Regions from separate parts of the Mus musculus genome. Here region 2 is linked to region 1. The links are chromatin contacts, called in public Hi-C maps. All regions are on one chromosome and are shown on one strand. Each heading gives the region's core, a stretch centred on a gene start, on an enhancer-like site or on the middle of the called end of the contact. The rest is flanking DNA. Distances are from core to core; before and after follow the strand shown. Region 1 holds the start of Pmfbp1 (polyamine modulated factor 1 binding protein 1). Region 2 overlaps Pmfbp1 (polyamine modulated factor 1 binding protein 1).

Region 1 (4,312 bases), core at 884-3,383:
GCCTGAGTTCATAGCTGACTCCCAAGTGGGAGAAAGTCTTGTTTCTTGCCTGCATACATTAGTGCTCTGGGAAAGGGCTGATGGGGGAGCACAGTATGACTAGAATAGCTAAGGTTTTATTTATTTTGTATGTGCATGTGTGTGTATGTGTGTGCATGAAACTATACATGCATATATACACGCATGCATGCCATGCGTATGGAAGACCCAGGACAACCTCCGTTTTTTTTTTTTTTTTTTGGTCAGCTTTTACCTTCTACTTGTTGAGACAGGGTTTCTCTTGTTTCTCTTGTAGCATCCTCCAGGCTGCCCCGGAAGCTTCCAGCTGCCTTACCTAACCATAGGAGTTCTGGGATTGCAGATGTGCACCCCTATATCCAGCTGTTTTCTTTCTTAACATGGGTTCCAGGGACCAAACGCCAGTCATCAGGTTTGCATGGCAACTGCTTTTACCTACCAGTCCATCTTCATGGGCCTTTAAGGTTTTTTTTTTTTTTAAGATTTATTTATTATACATTAAATACACTGTAGCTGTCTTCAGACATCCCAGAAGAGGGCATCAGATCTCTTTATAGATGGTTGTGAGCCACCATGTGGTTGTTGGGATTTGAACTGAGGATCTCTGGAAGAGCAGTCAGTGCTCTTAACCTCTGAGTCATCTCTCCAGTCCCTGGGGCTTCTAAATTTTTATTTAGACCACGAATCATTTTTCCCTTGGGCACAGCTGTCACCAAGAGAAACACTGAAAACAGAAGCTAAGACTTTGAAATGGAGAAAACAGTTCCCTGGGCAAACGTAACCAGTGAGGCTTGAAGAAGTGCTGGGCTCAACAGAGATGCAAGAGACAAAGACATGAAGCCAGGGGCCTTAGAAGAGAGGACATTGAAGAAGTCTTAGGTCCAAAAGGACAGTAACCAGGGATCTGGAAGACTCTTCTGTTCCCTCTGGGATGAGCCTCCTACTGCACAAAATGTTTGTCAGCCATTCTCCTAAAAGGGCATTGTGAGAGTTCCAGGTGACTACTTATGGAGTACGGAACCTCGTTCTATGTTGCCTCTTATCTACCTAGCTAACATTACATCAAGTGCCTCTGGAATGTACCACACAACCCTTCATTCCTCTCAACCGTAAGTATTTCTGAACTGCCCACCACCGTTACTGCAAGTGACTCACAGGAGTCCAGTGTCTTCCTCGCGGGACAGAATTCCATCATTGTTTCCTTTGACCTTTTTCTTGCTACAGTCTGGTATATTTCATAGGAATAATGAAACCAATGCCTTCTAATTTCCCTTCGAAATACTCTTTGGAATGAAGGCAATCTAGAAAATGATTTGTGAGGGTTTTTCTTTCTGCCTAATTTTAGATGCGGTTTTATTTGAGAACCATCTGCTAATGATCCTGTGGATTTTCCTGGAGAGAAATCTCACTCTCAAGAACACATCTGTAGTGTGTGATGCTCAGACGGAGTTTATAGTTCTTATTGAATAAAGGTGTTTGTCAAGATAGAACAGCAAGGCGGTGAAGTTGAGAACTAGGACAAACCAGGCAGGTCACTTACTACAGCAAAGATGGGGACTCGAAGAGATGAGGCCTTCCGATAGGACATGATTCACATGGGTTTTAATCTTTTTGGCTTGCCTAGTGTGAGAATTATTTGTGATGTTCACTAATATCCCCTTTGGAGATCAAAGGAAGTTAGGTGCGATTGTATAATTTCTTTGAACCCAGTAAACAATGAGCAGAAATGAAGTGCTTCACTTCCACTTTATGAACCAGGATGGTCTTCACCATGTTACCTGCCTGCCGTCATAGCAACAGACCACATACTAGATAATAGGGGTTCCACGAACTGAGGAAAATAAGGAGCCAAGTCAGGACAATGTGGGGCAGAGCTCCACACGATACGCGTAGCCAGAGCGAAAGCAACCTTTCTTGTTTTGAGCTGTTGAGAGTTAGGGTTTGTTGGTGTGAAATCACCCAACCTAGCCTTACCAGGTAAGATGGAGCGATGTCATCATTCCCATGATGCACCTCTATGCATGAAGATGTAAGAGGACCCAGAATGCAGAAAACCAGAATACTGCTCCATAAAACATTCCAAGTTCTACACCTCATAGCTATTCTTTCTTCTTGGCTTATATTAGGGATGGGGGATGTAGCTTATCACAAAGAATGAGTATTTGGTGGCTTCTCATTCTTGGAACCATTCTGCAGGTAAGTGTCTGGGGGAACTTCATCCAACCCTCTAGTTAAGAACATAATGAATGAGATTATTTTTAGGAAGTCCAGTGCATTGTGACCTCAACCACATCACCCCGTACTTACACACCAGTACATGTGTGGCCATCTTTGGTTTCACTGGAAGCTTTTTAATTGAGATAATTCTCCAAACTTTACAAGATTTCTATCTTTTTAATCCCCACCATGGCAAGCTGGGCTTCAAAAACAAGTCCTATCATTGGACATTTCATAGTCATAGTGGTCAAATGAGCGGGCAAGCTTCATGGAGTAGTAAGAGAGTCTTTGTGATCTTGGGTAAGCTACTTAACCTCTCTGAGCCTAAGTTTCCTTCCTTCTCTAGGTAATAGGGATATTAGTATTTCTTGCCCCCCCAACCCCTGAGTTATTATGGGAATAGGTCATATACATCTTGTGTGGTCCATAAAAAACCTAAGTCTTAACTATATCTGACCCATGGACATCTAGAAAGTTCAGCTCAGCCCTTTTTCTTCCCTAGAACAGTAAATTCAAGAACTTTTTAGTCTGCCACATAGTGGTTTTTTGGGAAAGATGTAAAACTATGGCCCTGCCTCCCTCACAAAGGTTTTAACCCACGTGAAAACACAGACAGATGGGCAGGAAAGTTGGGGTATTGTTAACAGTTTAGGAGATGTTTTCCAACTCCCCTGCTGAGGGCATAGATCCAGCTGGGGGAAAAATATCCTTTAAAAGGCTGGACTCATTTATGCTTTTTCCATCTTAAACACTTGGACTTTTTCAGGTTTACAAAAATGCTAAAGCTTAAAGGAGAATTACGAACTGCCAAGGGACTGAAGAATGAGGTAAGGCTCCCAACTGCCTGCTCACAAGAAAGAGAATCTTTGTTGAAGAAGGGATTGCTTCCAAGCTCCATGGTTCCAAATTCTGGGAATAAGCAGCATGAAACACCATGGGGAGAGCAGACATCACAACATAGATTTAAGAGCCCCAGTTCGAGCCTCAGCCCCTCTGGGTCCACACCTAACAGTGGAGTGACCTGGACCATGTTGCGCACCTTCCCTGAGCCTCCTCAGAGAGAGTACACATGATAAGCACATATTTCCATTGCTTACCAGGAAGTTTATCAGGTACTGTGTACAAAAAGCACCTAATGGACACTTTATATATTTTTTAATGTATTTATTTATTTAATGTGAGCACTCTGCTACATATACATCCGCAGACCAGAAGAGGGCATCAGATCTCCTTATAGATGGTTGTGAGCCACCATGTGGTTGCTGGGGATTGAACTCAGGACCTCTGGAAGAGCAGCCACTGCTCTCAACCACTAAGCCCCAGACATTTCCTAGTAATGCCAACATTTCACTTTATCTAGTAGGGATCTATAAAATGGAGTTTTCTGCTTTGTATAATAAAGTGTTGGCCAAAGTCTATGTATGTATCCCTCCATTGTTCCCCATAGGATGGAAAAAGTCCATTGGGATAAGTGTAACAATGTCTCACGTGGCATGTGCTTTCGCCAAGAAGTAAGCTGCTTCTAAAACCAACACTTCTGCTCCTTTCCTGCTGTGTTACTATTGCCACAGGGCACTTGCTGCTAGTTTTCCCTGGGAACAGGGGCCTGGTATACATTTTCTAGGCTTTTTTTTTTTTTTTCATTTAACATGTCTTTGGAACATCTTCAATGTACCAGGCCTTGTTCTGGAAGTTCGAAAAGTAAATGACATAAAGGTCCCTGTCCTCCTGGGCCCTCCCCTCTAGCAGAATAGCCCCTCAGGACATGATGGCCCAAAATAGGAGGGAACTACGAAGTACCAACAAAAAGCATCGGCATTCCACAGCTAGCCAGTATCTACCACTGACCCGCATGCCTGTAGGTATTGGTGATAGTTAAAAGTGGTTTTCCATTATTTGTTGAAGATTGACCTTTGTCCTTGGACAAATCATTTCCCAGAGACAGTTAGCTGGGGTTACCATTTGACTACAAAGTTACCTTAGGAACTACAACTCCAATTTTTTTCCAAGCCTCCTTCTTCAAGTCCCTAAAGGCCAAGAATGCTGCCATTTTGAATCTTAGATGTTCTTAGCTCTC
Region 2 (4,312 bases), core at 1,078-3,577, 43 kb after region 1:
AGATTTATTTATTTACTATATGTAGGTACACTGTAGTTGTCTTCAGACTTACCATAAGAAGGCATCTGATCTCATTACGGATGGTTGTAAGCCACCATGTGGTTGCTGGGATTTGAACTCAGGACCTTCAGAAGAGCAGTCAGTGCTCTTACCTGCTGAGCCATCTCGCCAGCCCACAGAATTGTTCTAAAAAAAAAAAAAAAAAACTGCCAAAGTTGTGTCCAGTAAGACCCCCACCCCTTGCACCATACAATATTTGAATCTCTAACTAAACACCTGAAAACTTACGTTTTATTTTACGACTATTTCGTGCCTATTTTGTGTTGGGCTCTGAGGTCCAACAAGGAGGCAGAGGTGACCAAAATACATACAGGGCTGGGTAGGCAGAATGCTGAATCATATCTGTGAGCTGGTGTTGGGTTCTAGATCTGCGTGTGTGCAGGTGCTCATGGGTATTCGTGAACATATATGTGTGGTGCATGTGGAGACCAGAGGACAACTTCAGATAATTCCTCGTCTGTCATCTGACTTTTTTTTTTTCTGAGACAGGGTCTTTCAGTGACCTAGAAATCACCAAACAGGCTAGTCTGCTTGGCCTGTGAATCCCAGAGGGTTACTTATTTAATGTCCCCAGAACTGGGATTATAAGAGCATACTGCCATACCCAGCATCTTTTTAAAAATTTTTTTATGTAAATGTATATATGATTTGGCTACATGTATCCCTGTGAACCACATGCATGCAATGCCTACGGAAGCCAGTAGAGGGCATCAGATCCCCCAGGACTGGAGTTACAGATGGTTGTAAGCCACTATGTAAGAACCAGGAATTGAACTTGGGTCCTCACTGGGCCATCTCTCCAGCCCCAAGATCCATCTTTTTAAAACAGGTTCTATGAGTCTAACGCAAGTCCTTGAAAGCACTGTATGGACCGAGCTATCTCCCCAGCGCAATCTCCCCAGCCCAGACAGACATCTTTGCATCTATGAAACATATCTTATCTACTTAGCAGGTTCCGGAGCTTTTTTTTTTATATTGGCGATATGGTAGCCATAAAGAGAAACGAAGCTGGAGAGATACCAAGCAGCTCAGAAGGGGCTCTGCTCTTCCTATCAGGGAGGCGGAGATGTGCGCGTGCACATCAGCAGCTATGACAGAGCGCCCAATTCCTGTCTGCCTCCTACAGTCGCGCATCTGTGCATGCCAGGAACAGCCTTGATAGTGATGTTCTTGTTCCCTAAAGATAGCCCGCCAGAAGGATTCCATCATGATTCTGCAGACACAGCTGGATTCGGCTATCCAGAAAGAGAAGAACTGTTTCCAGAACATGGTTAGTAAAGAAGCTTATGAGGAACTTGTGCGGAAGTCGGGCAACTGCCAGGACGACCTGACACAGGCCCTGGAGAAGGTGAGGCCACGCAAGGTGAGGCCACGCCCACTCTCTGCCAAAGAAGTAGTCAAAGAAACTCGGGGGGGGGGGGCTACGAGTGGACAGGAGTCAATTTCTTGTATGACTGACACTCTTCAGTGCTTTTTAACCCTTGCCCGGACAGGGCGGTCTGTCCAACGAAGGCCTGCGTTCTCTTAGTTTTATATGTTGGTGTCCTCGGCTTCGTTGTAGGGTGGCAGAGATGATAATATCGAACCAGTCTTCCCGCTCACTGGTGATTCACAGACAGGGTTTTTCCCAAAGTCTGGATTATCAGGGGAATCCATGCCCCGTCTCTGGTGGTCATGTCTACAGATCGGTGGGGAAAAAAAAAAACAAAAAACAAAAAACTGGAAATGGAATGAGGAAGGATGAAAGACTGGGAAGAGAGGTGAAAGCCACCTGCTCTCCCTCCCCTTCCCTCTGGACCACCTGCAGCCTGACCATGGGCACCACCACAGAGAGGGCCTGGGACCTTCTGTACTAAAGACTCAGCCGAGAAGACCAAGGGCCCTGGAGGCCACTCTAATCCACTCTGTGTTTTCTGCTGAAAGCTCACTCAGGCAACCTCAGAGACAAAGAGCCTGAATCGCTCCTTGCAACAGACCCAGGAGAGGAAAGCTCAACTGGAAGATGAAATCGCGGCTTATGAGGAAAGGATGAAAAAGCTCAATATGGAGTTAAAAAAACTGCAGGGCTTCCAACAGCAGAGCGAGCAAGAGGTGAGAGTTTGGGGGTGGGGGAGGGGACGCTCACTCGGGCTCCCTTCCTATTAGAGGTCCACAAGGTCACCTTTTGCAGGCAGAATTATTTAGCACTCAGCCAGTACCCTTTGGCTGCTGGGTTCACTCCACCTTCTCTGCTTGTGGACTGACAGGCAGGCAAGGAAGGAAGATCAGAGCAGGGGCGCCCTCTGCTGGTCACTGGAAATTAAAGGCACACACCCCTGTACTCCCCCCAAGCCAGTCTACTCCTCCTTGCCTGGTCCCGTCTTCCCTACTACCCCTCCCCAATCCCCTCACTTTGCACTCCTGAGTAGGTGCACAACTTTGACAAGAAGCTGGAGGAGATGAGCAACCAGGTGTTGCAGTGGCAGAGGCAGCACCAGAGTGACCTTAAGATGTTGGCAGCTAAGGAGTCGCAGCTCCGAGAATTCCAGGAGGAAATGGCGACCCTAAGAGAGAGCCTCCTTGCAGATGAGAAGGAGGTGGGCACAGTTTGGATTCTGTCACTTCCTCTCCACCCCTCCTGACTGGGCAATTTGGGGGGATGGAAGGAACACACACTTACACACACACACACACACATACACACACACACACACACACACACACACACACACACATGCATTATTCAGCAGGGAGCCGAGTCTGGATAGTTCTGGGTCATTTCTAACCAAGAGAAGCCTGGTCCCAGCAAAAGACTGGGACATCAGTTTCCACTCACAAAGATGCCCCCCTCCCACCCCTACCCTGGTTTGCTGCCCTCTGAGCATGTCCTGCTAGTTTTTGCCATCCAAGCAGATAAGAAGCTTTCTAGACAAGCCACACATCCAGCAACCAGAGCAGGGACATCCACGGCAGACCACAGGGCCCTTGCTCAAATGAAAAAGAAGCACCTCTTCTTCCTGGTTGTCTTCTTCCGTTGGCTGTGTTTATACTTGTTCTAAAACACTGCTGTTTTAGAACAAGTCACTCCACTGCCATTAGCCTGAGAATCATTACTATCAGTGTACATATCAGCCACGAACCGTGCCTCCTCCGAGGTGTCACCACTGTGAGTTACGCAGGTTCCTCATGTGGCAGCTCTAGCCTCAGGTTGGGCAGCAGAGCTGATTTTTTTTTTCTTTTCTCAGAAAGAAGAATCCAGTATTTGGGGGAGGGGGAGGTAGCAGTCGGTGTTCTCATCCCTTATCGTCTTGTTTTTCCTTCCTGTGTGTAAAGCCGTACTCCCCGCCTGCAAAGCTAACCCCCAAAGAAACCTGCAGGCACCACCGGGAGAATGACCAGATTATGAACAACGTGGAACAATGGGCAAAGGAGCAGAAGTGAGTATTTGAGACAGAGGTAGGGTAGGTCCCACGGCCAGGAAGAACTGAGAACCACAGTGACAAGTCAGTCACACATGCTTGCCGGAGAACTCACTCACAAGAACTGAGAATCAGACAAGAGGGGTCTGGCCCTTTCAGGCCATCTTGCAAACCCTGCTATATAGCAACAGAGTAGCATCCGACGGGAAGGCCCGTTTCCAGGAGGTCCAAGCTTCTTCTTCCTAAGTTGGGATCCAACCTTGCAAAGCCTGTAGCATAGCAACAGAGTAGCATCAGAAGCACAGAGCCCGTTTCCATGAGGTCCACGCTTCCTCTTCCTAAGTTGGGATCCAACCTCACTTGGAATCCAATCCCTTGTAGACCAAGGCATTAGTAGAATGTGAGTCCCTTTGTGACTGACAAGGCTCTCCCTCTAGGGAAGAGGTGATTGATGGGGGGCAGGAGGGGGGCAAGGAGCCAGCAGAAACCCTCCTGGGAAGACCCAGTGCCCATCAGCCAGCTTCTCGCAGCTCTAGGGAAGAGTCATCCCTCCCCTGTGTGTTTTGTTACAGGATTGCCAATGAGAAGTTGGGAAACAAGCTGAGAGAGCAGGTTAAATACATTGCCAAGTTGACTGGCGAAAAGGAGTAAGTCTTCCTCCCTGGACAGTTGCCTCTTGGGACCACCCCTGGTTGATTGACATTCTGTATGGGGACCAGCCCCCCAGGAAAAACAAAACAAAACTAAGATCCAGGCAGACCCTGAGACCCGAAACAGTTCCTTTGCAACACTAACATGTCACTTGACTATACTGACAAGGGACCTTAATACCTTCCCCCTCAATGGCAATACAG

What was found. A called contact is a pair of places that touch in the nucleus more often than the background predicts.
Region 2: a contact with region 1 is called in a Hi-C map of cerebral cortex, with 1.9 times the contacts expected there. The contact joins the enhancer-like site here to the promoter of Pmfbp1 in region 1. A contact is called at or near these places in 10 of 39 promoter capture datasets (the 3T3-L1 cell line, the C10 cell line, the HPC-7 cell line and 6 more), 17 of 484 Hi-C or Micro-C datasets (the C10 cell line, the HPC-7 cell line, the N1E-115 cell line and 7 more), 2 of 115 datasets of contacts at active chromatin or transcription factors (embryonic stem cells and epiblast stem cells) and 3 of 9 other capture datasets (adipose tissue, embryonic stem cells and pancreatic islet).

Annotation. Positions count from the first base shown.
Region 1 is chr8:109,491,894-109,496,205 of GRCm38.p6, forward strand. It overlaps Pmfbp1 (polyamine modulated factor 1 binding protein 1), which reads left to right and starts at 2,134. Exons shown (of 21, transcript NM_019938.3): 1 at 2,134-2,214; 2 at 3,002-3,062. The coding sequence starts at 3,012. Gm39246 (a long non-coding RNA gene) reads right to left here and starts at 2,088. Exons shown (of 2, transcript XR_879182.3): 1 at 1,993-2,088.
Region 2 is chr8:109,534,569-109,538,880 of GRCm38.p6, forward strand. Pmfbp1 (polyamine modulated factor 1 binding protein 1) reads left to right here. Exons shown (of 21, transcript NM_019938.3): 15 at 1,244-1,408; 16 at 1,984-2,151; 17 at 2,469-2,636; 18 at 3,373-3,476; 19 at 4,031-4,105. Among named protein-coding and RNA genes, the nearest start is that of Dhx38, 29 kb to the right of the region's middle. Within about 2 kb of position 2,328, at least 24 of the 459 cell types and tissues checked have an H3K27ac peak or open chromatin away from gene starts, as enhancers often do. A contact at or near this core is called in cerebral cortex, where this site is marked.